Linked DNA regions of Mus musculus: region 2 is linked to region 1. Evidence: chromatin contacts called from public Hi-C data. All regions are on one chromosome and are shown on one strand. The core of a region is the stretch at or near the end of the contact, and the rest is flanking DNA. Distances in the headings are between cores, read along the strand shown. Region 1 overlaps Aff3 (AF4/FMR2 family, member 3). Region 2 overlaps Aff3 (AF4/FMR2 family, member 3).

Region 1 (3,980 bases), core at 520-3,019:
TGGGGGTGGAGGTCACGGTAGCCGGAATCATCTAGAAAGATTGTCAGCAGCCCTTGGATGGTAAGATGATTAATCACTTTAGCACAAAAGAACACAAAGGGAGACTTGTTCGGAGTAGGCCGGGGATGGAGCGTCAGCTCCAGGTGCCATGGGGCTCCTCTGTTTAATAAGGTTTTTTTTTTTCAAGTATGTGCCACATCAAAAGCAAAAGCACATGCCTCTACAGGAAACTCAACTAAAGGGCCAGAGAACAAAGTAGTAAGTCAGAAGGAATATTTAAGAAACAAGATTAGCAATCATTTGGGTTTGAAAATCCCTCCACCCAAAGCCTACTGTGTTAGTGTCAGGAAAACTCACAGACCTTCAGAGGACATGTCCTGAACCCTTTACCCATAAACATGAAAGGAAATATCCGAGGCTAAACAAGTTCCATGATTGGAAGTATGCTTCAATTATTCCACTATTCCCTGCAGCCTGGCTTAACATGTGCTGCTGGGGTGTCCTTCACATGAGTTACCCGTGTTCCCTCATTGTAGTGCCCTCCCTGTCTTCCAGGTAGAAAGAGAGAGGTAGAGGCCATAGCACACAGAGCAGAGTTTAAACTGAGGTCTCCCACTGTGCAGCCTGGGGCTCTTTTATACCCTGCAGAGTACAGCCAGTCCTCTGTTCCCACAGGCTCCCCAGGCCTGTGGAGCATAGGAACGAGTCCTGAAAGCAGCTCCACAGTCTGAATGGTGTGCCAAGGCTGTCGCTGAGTGTGTGTGATGTGTGGGTGTGGCCCCTGCAGCCTCCACCTCCTCACAGATCCCAGGCTCTCTCCAGCGATTCAAGTGTGGTGTCCGCTGCCTCGTGCCTCAGTGCTGAGCCATGATGTGAGACCTAGTATGTCCACATCTGTGCTTACATGCTTAGACTTGCTCCATGTCACTAGTCATTGTTCAACACATTGTGTTGGGTATTCTAGTCATCTAGAGATGACATAAACCATATGGGAAGGCATTTGTAGGTTTTGTACAAAAACCGTACCGTGTTACACAAAGGATTTGAGCATTTACAGATCTGCATGCCTTCAGGGGACCAATCCCCAGTGGCTACCCAGGAACAACTGTGTTAAAAAAACAAAACAAAACAAAAACCAATCGCATGTTTTTAAACATCCGACTGACTGTTGCGCAAGTACCTCAAGACCCTTGGATCTAGTCTACCTCACTCCCTTCAGCCTGAAGAAGACACATCATGGCTGCTTTGACTGTTTCTGTTTGTGGAGGGTAGGAGGGGGCTGCTAACTGTTCCTGAAGTATAGGACCGAGGCTTTGGATGTCTAAGCCACCCCATGAAGGAACTGTGCAAGCAGAGAGACACTTTGATAGTCCCTGTGTGTCAGCCTGGAGCATACATAATCAGTTATTTAACAACACACCTCAAAATGCCAGACTTTTTTTTTTCTTTTTTCTTTTTTTTTTTTTTTTTGCAATGGCCTGGGTGGTTACTACTCTCTGGGAGCCCTGTGGTACACGGTAGTCCCCTTGTCACCTCAGGAAGAGCAGCACTGGATCTCAGGGGGAGGAGAAGGCAAAGACCCAGAGTAAGGACCCAGCAGGTGGGACTGCAGTGCAGAAGCCACCGCCCTCCTGGCTGCCAGGGGAAGAGTTTCCAGCTGAGTCTGCCTTAAGCAGTAGCTTACTGAGCATGTGACTTAGAGCCAGTGCAGACTGCAGTGTGGGGCACACTCATTTTCCCAGGGAAAGCCGCTGTTCTCATCCACTGTTGCATATGCCTGGAACGGCTCCTGCTAGATACATTTTCGAACTCACGTGTCCCAGTGAATCAGCATGTCTAACAGCGTGTCTTCATTCATTACATGTGCTTCTGGAGGAGAGCTCTGTAAACCTGTGACTAGAACAAACATTTTATTTTGGAACTGACAGCCGTTAGCTGCCTTCGTTCTTACTGTTGAAATGACGTTTCAGATTTGTTAGAAATGACGCTGACTTGAAATCTCAGTATAGAACATATAGTTCTAGGATATTTGCTAATTTTTTTTTTTTGCTAAAGTATTACTGATTATAGGAAAGACTTAACATTAGTATGAACTTCCCTGAGGAATTTAAATACTTGCTTAGTTTCTTTACAACTTGGCCCTAATTTGTAAGACAAAAGTGTTAAAAAAAAATCTTTTGAAATTGCTTGTCAAACAATAAAACACAAAGAATAGTCTTTCTTGGAGCAGTAGAATGTTCTGAGTCACTTCTTAAAGTGGTTTTGCCACAGTTCAGGTCCATACAGTGAGCGACCACAACAGAAACCAGTGCAGACTGCACCCCCTGGTGGGCCATTTGTTTGATAAGCAGTTGGTTGATAGCTTTTTGTCTCTGAAGGAAGAAGTGGAAGTTTACATGTAGAAAATTCATGTCTTTGTAGGAACTAAACAGTGTCCAAAATTACCAAGCTTGGCTTGGTCTTTGGTGGAAGGTCTCATCTGTGTGAATCGTTCATGATGTTAACCTGTGTTTACTTGAAACACGAAGAACAGTGCATGAAATACCCAGCATTGGAAGCAGGGTCTCTTGATGAGTTTTATTTTCTAGCACAACAGTGGTCAGTGTGTCTCACTAGGTGTAGAATTAACTGCACAGAACTTGAGAAAGTTCTCCCTAAAATATTAATCATCTTGTAGCTTAGAGCTGACTTCCTTTAGGAACACTGGCCCCACTGTGAGAGAAAATGACAGAGGACCAGGACATCAGTGACTTTCACAAAACTCAGAAGACCTCAAGTTGCAGAGCAAACAGCTCAAGCTATAGAGTGTGTGTATGTTGGGGGCAGGGGGCGCTTCAGGACAACACGAGACCTGGGTGTTACTTACATGAGAGAATAATCAAGGCCATGATACCTATGAGAAGTCCAACTAGAAACTGAAATACTTGCTAAAGGTTAAAGGTAGGCTCACAGCCATGAACAATTCATGCTAGTAGGTTCGCCCCCTCTGGCAGGTTTTGTCTCTACCTGGCACCTGTAGGGGAGACCTGGGAGAATCCTGACCTCACCTATGAACATCCATCCAGACAGACCCATGTACCCTGCCTCTCTTCCTGATCAGAGTCTCAGCTTACAGGAAGGACACAGAAGGTCAGCCTGCAGAGCTGCATCCCTCTACAGAGGAGGGGAGTGAGCAACAGCTACAGCAGCTACAGCCTCTGCCAAAACATACACTCACCTTCTCTCAGCCCCGGGGCACAAAAGCAGGCGTACCAGAAATGCATCATGAGGGACCCTGCTGGAAGCCTCGCTGACCAGGGGAGGACAGGAGGAAGCTAAAGTGCTACTCCTTGGGGAAGGGTAGGGATTTGTGCAATGGCCAATGGGCTAGAAGGCTCAAGAGGGATGCCCTGTCAGGACCCCAGTGGAAGCCCGAGTAGCAATCAGAGCATAGACACCATCTTTCTTCCCTGACTCCGTTCTTGAACACAAAGTCAAAAAACATAGTAGGGTATAAAGTAGAAGAGCTTTGCAAAGGGGGGAGACAAAGTGCAAGTCCCAGGGGAACTCACGTGTACCTCACTTCCTGGATACATGAACACAGACCTCCAAATAAAGAACAAAACCAAGGCCACTGGAGGAGCATTTCACTGCACAGCATGGAATTTGTTTACATCAGTATCTAATGACACTGCCAGGATGGTTGTTTAGAAGAGTGGGTGTGCAGACGCATCCAAAAAGAAAAAAATATATATTTTTTTTTGGAAGAGGCAAAGCAGTGGTCCCCACCAAAATCTACTACAGCACAGATAGTAGAACTTTAAAACAAGGTATTCATTTGATACCATTAATGTGCTATTCTTTTGTTTTTTGTTTTTTTGAGACAGGGTTTTTCTGTATAGTCCCGCCTGTCCTGGAACTCACTCTGTAGACCAGGCTGGCCTCAAACTCAGAAATCCGCCTGCCTCTGCCTCCCAAGTGCTGGGATTAAAGGTGTGTGC
Region 2 (3,980 bases), core at 381-2,880, 100 kb before region 1:
TGAACTCCTGATTCTCCAGGCTCCTCCTCCCGAGGGCTGGAGTATAGACAAGGACCACCAGCCTACTTCTGGGATATTTTATCTGTAAACTAAGGTTTGTTGTGAAAAAAGGGGAGGTGAGCATGGAGGAGGAAGAGCAGGCCTGGAGGAGAGAGTGAGGAGAGGAAGAGGGACGGGATGAACATTGGAGAGCTTCCAAGCTGTGGGAACAGAAAAGGAGCATTTGAGAGTTGAAATGATGAAGAAGAAAATGCTCCCTCAGGGTCACGGGCGGAGAGCGAGTCTGCAGAAGACAGTGGGGACATGTCTTTCTTTGGATCTGAATGAGGACAACCTCAGTTTTCTGTCAGCCATTGAGTGAATGACTAAAAAGAAAACCATCTTTCCATGCCTGTCTCTTACTGGAACAGTTCTTTACCACTTACCAATGGGGCCCCATTTGAACACATTATGTGACATTATGTTTCCTCACAGGCCGTGTCTAGAGAGTGCTACGGAGAGAGCTATTAGACTCCGGGATGGATCATATCTGGATGCCTGTGCTCTTACCATTATATAAACGTATGGTGCAGGTGTGGCGAGTCCCTATAAAATTTCGCAGACCCTAATTACAAAATATAATAGATATATACACTTAGAATTATTAATTAGATTGGCAGGACTTTCTTCATCTTCATGTGTATTTGCATGGTATGGGGGACCAGGTTTTAGATGAAGAACTTTCTGTTGATAAGTAAAATAGGTCAAGCCCAGGAAGATGGATAGTGTGTGTTCTCATTTGTATGTAGAAACTAAAACTACTGACTATAATTTCCTGCAAGGGTTGTGATAGAACAGATGGTTACCTCATGCATAGTACACTTGGCTAGGAGCAATATCTACCTTCTCTTTCCTCGTGTTTTACCGCACGATAGGGTAACTATGTTTGACAGGAATTAATTGCATTTTTTCAAAGTAGAGAAGATTTTTGAATGTTCTCAACAGAAAGAAATGGTGACTGTGTGAGTGACCCCATACCCCTGACCAAGACCTGATCCCTGTACACTGTTTCCATGGCTCCATCATCATCCCAGGCCCTGGAAATATGTGGGATTACTGTGCCAAGGACAGGGAAAAATTCAAAGTCTAAAGGGAAGAAAGAAGTAATTGATGTCCCCACAGACATGGAAGTTGACGCTATACATCCCTGTATGCTAGAGATGCCCAAATGTGGATCTTCCCACCAATTAGCACACATTCTCCGAGGTCAACTCAGGTCACCAGTCAGCAAAAAAGATGAGTGTGGGCGTTGTCTTTGAAGGTGTAAATACAAAAAGCTCTGCGGTTGGACACCTGGCAAAGTCCTAATGAAGCCAGCCGGCCGAGTGCACATCTGAGGGGCCGCTTGGGTTAACTCCTTCTTTCTGCACCAAAGCAGCAAGAAATTGGGGGAGAGCAAAAACCAGAAGAGTGCCTCTCTCCTCCTTGACCCTCATCGCCTCCCACAGAGCACAGTAGAAAGCAGACTTCTGTTCCCCTGTTCACCCCCCACTCTCCCCCACCCCCGGGACTCCTGCAGAGGACAGCTGGAAGCAGAGTGCGCTCCTGTGCCCGCCCCCCCACTTTCTCCTGGGCTCTTGCAGAGAACGCAGGAGCAGGGCAAAGGTCAGTTGACAGCATCCTACTCCAAAGCATCCTGTGTTCTCTCTGCTCCATGCACTCTTTAGCTTCCTTGTCATGCAGAGGCGCACTACTCAGTTTCAGCACACAACCAAGAAGGTATGACTTTGGCCACTTTGGAGGAGCTTGAGGAGGAGCAGGAGCAGGAAGAGAAAGAGGAGGAAGGGGAGGAGGAGGAAGAGGAGGAGGAGGAAGAGGAGGAGGAGAAAGAGAAGGAGGAAGGGGGGAAGAGGAGGAGGAAGGAGAGGAAGAGAAGGAGGGGGAGAAAGGGGAAGAGAAGGAGGAGGGGAAAAGGGGGAGAAGGAGGAGGAGGAGGAGGAGGAGGAGGAGGAGGAGGAAGATGTTGAGGGCTCAGGGAAGTAGCCTCAGGGCATCCTCCTTCCTGCCTCAAGATGCTGTAGCTTCACAGGTATTTTATGACCAACTTCCCTGTGGCTCGCCTTGCTTTGCCTTTCCCCCATATGCCTTGCACATGTTAAGGGCACTCTTGCTTTGTGTTTCTTGATGCTACTGCATGCTAAATTATCTTGTGACAGCGAAAGCCATCTCAACTCCAAGCTGTACCAAAGCAAAAATGTCAACTAAATTATCTGTAATGAAATCGTTTTCTTTTTTAATCATAGAGTCAACCCAAGTGTGTGGGGAGAGCGAGCGAGCGAGCGAGCGAGGGAGATGGAGTGCTTTAATTGCAGGCGGTTGGAACACCCAGCCTGAGGTTAAATATCCTTTCATCTTGCATGGTTGTGTCAGAGAGTAGGCATTCTTAAGTCTTAAATGCTTTCGGTTTGGGGATAATTAAAATTGAGTTAGGGAAGCAAAATGAGGAAAATACATGGTTGAGAGAAAAATAGAATCTCTATCACTTCAGGGCAAAGCAGGTTCTAAAATCTGATGGAAATGAAGCTAATTGCTTGCTGAGCTTGGCATCTGTGAAACAGTGAAGCATACGACCGGAAGAATAGTAGTGCTGTCAAAGGTTGTATGGCAGAGAGGAAGGACTCGTCCATTCTGGGTAGGAGGACTAGGAGAGGGATTTCTGAGCTGAATGGGTCTGTAGGACAGAATGAAGGTAAAGTCATCTGAGGCTAAGGGATACGAAGCCCAGGTCTTAGACAGTCTCAACTAAATGCATATGCCTGGTTCAGTGAACTGTCGCTGTAGGTGAGATTTAGTGCTTGGCTCCCTTAGAACATGGTGAGCCATGGCATGATCCCAAATGTATTCAAAGGGAGAGACCCCAGAGACTGTGGAGGGAATCAGGGAAGTCTGTCAAGAACAGTAGTCACGTACCCTGGTGGAACTGGAATCGTTTGAGTTTGGACAAAAGGTGGAAGGCATGGGAGGTATTTTGGAACTGGAACTCAGCTATCGGCCATTAGTTGAATGTGTGGGTTCAAATGTACTGGGTTGACAAAGCTTACTCTCAATGCCAATCATGACAGGCACTGAGTCAGAGGATGGGGTACCTTGTAAGCATTGAGGATGCTGGTCCATTATTAACATTGAGGATGCTGGTCCCTTATTAACATTGAGGATGCTGGTTCCTTGTTAGCATTGAGGATGCTGGTCCCTTATTAACATCGAGGATGCTGGTTCCTTGTTAGCATTGAGGATGCTGGTCCCTTATTAACATCGAGGATGCTGGTTCCTTGTTAGCATTGAGGATGCTGGTCCCTTATTAACATCGAGGATGCTGGTTCCTTGTTAGCATTGAGGATGCTGGTCCCTTATTAACATCGAGGATGCTGGTTCCTTGTTAGCATCGAGGATGGTGGTGCCTTACAAGTATTGAAGATAATGATACCTTATGAGCATCAAGGATGATGGTGCCTTATAACCGTTGAGGAAGGTGGTACCTTATGTGCTTACAGCTCCAAGGAAAAGAGGACTCTTTACTCTTCTTTCTGCTCTGTTTTATCTACCAATTTCCATGGTATAAACACAGATCAAATCCATCCTACTATCAGAATGGTAGTGTGACTGAATATGGGGCCGAGAGGGGATGTTTACCATGAGTTCATAAGCCATTCTGAGCCAGCCCCTGGTAAAATAAAAAAAGGAAAAGATACAAGGGCACCTGAAGCTTAATGCTGATGTATAGAATAGATACTAAGGCAAGATGCCTGCCACAGGACTTACAGAACACCAGTCCAGTGGTAGAACACATGTGTTACCCTAGCACCTGGGAGTGGAGGCAGGAGGATTATGATTTAGAGTCTAACTTAGATTACATAATATCCTGACTCAAAAGGGGAACTGAAGAGTTGGCCAGTGCGTAAGAGTGCCTGTTATTCTTAGAGATGACCTGAATTATTTTCCAG

Evidence for each region. Hi-C and Micro-C count contacts between places; a contact is called where the count stands out from the background.
Region 2: a Hi-C map of the G1E-ER4 cell line shows a contact between it and region 1, with 3 times the contacts expected there. The contact joins two enhancer-like sites. A contact is called at or near these places in 2 of 39 promoter capture datasets (the 3T3-L1 cell line and hippocampal neurons), 13 of 484 Hi-C or Micro-C datasets (the 3T3-L1 cell line, the C10 cell line, the C2C12 cell line and 7 more), 1 of 115 datasets of contacts at active chromatin or transcription factors (embryonic stem cells) and 1 of 9 other capture datasets (liver).

The regions. Positions count from the first base shown.
Region 1 is chr1:38,391,465-38,395,444 of GRCm38.p6, reverse strand. The region is part of intron 5 of Aff3 (AF4/FMR2 family, member 3); the gene reads left to right. Among named protein-coding and RNA genes, the nearest start is that of Gm16150, 170 kb to the right of the region's middle. Within about 2 kb of position 1,769, at least 62 of the 459 cell types and tissues checked have an H3K27ac peak or open chromatin away from gene starts, as enhancers often do. A contact at or near this core is called in the G1E-ER4 cell line, where this site is marked.
Region 2 is chr1:38,495,456-38,499,435 of GRCm38.p6, reverse strand. The region is part of intron 4 of Aff3 (AF4/FMR2 family, member 3); the gene reads left to right. Among named protein-coding and RNA genes, the nearest start is that of Aff3, 130 kb to the left of the region's middle. Within about 2 kb of position 1,630, at least 19 of the 459 cell types and tissues checked have an H3K27ac peak or open chromatin away from gene starts, as enhancers often do. A contact at or near this core is called in the G1E-ER4 cell line, where this site is marked.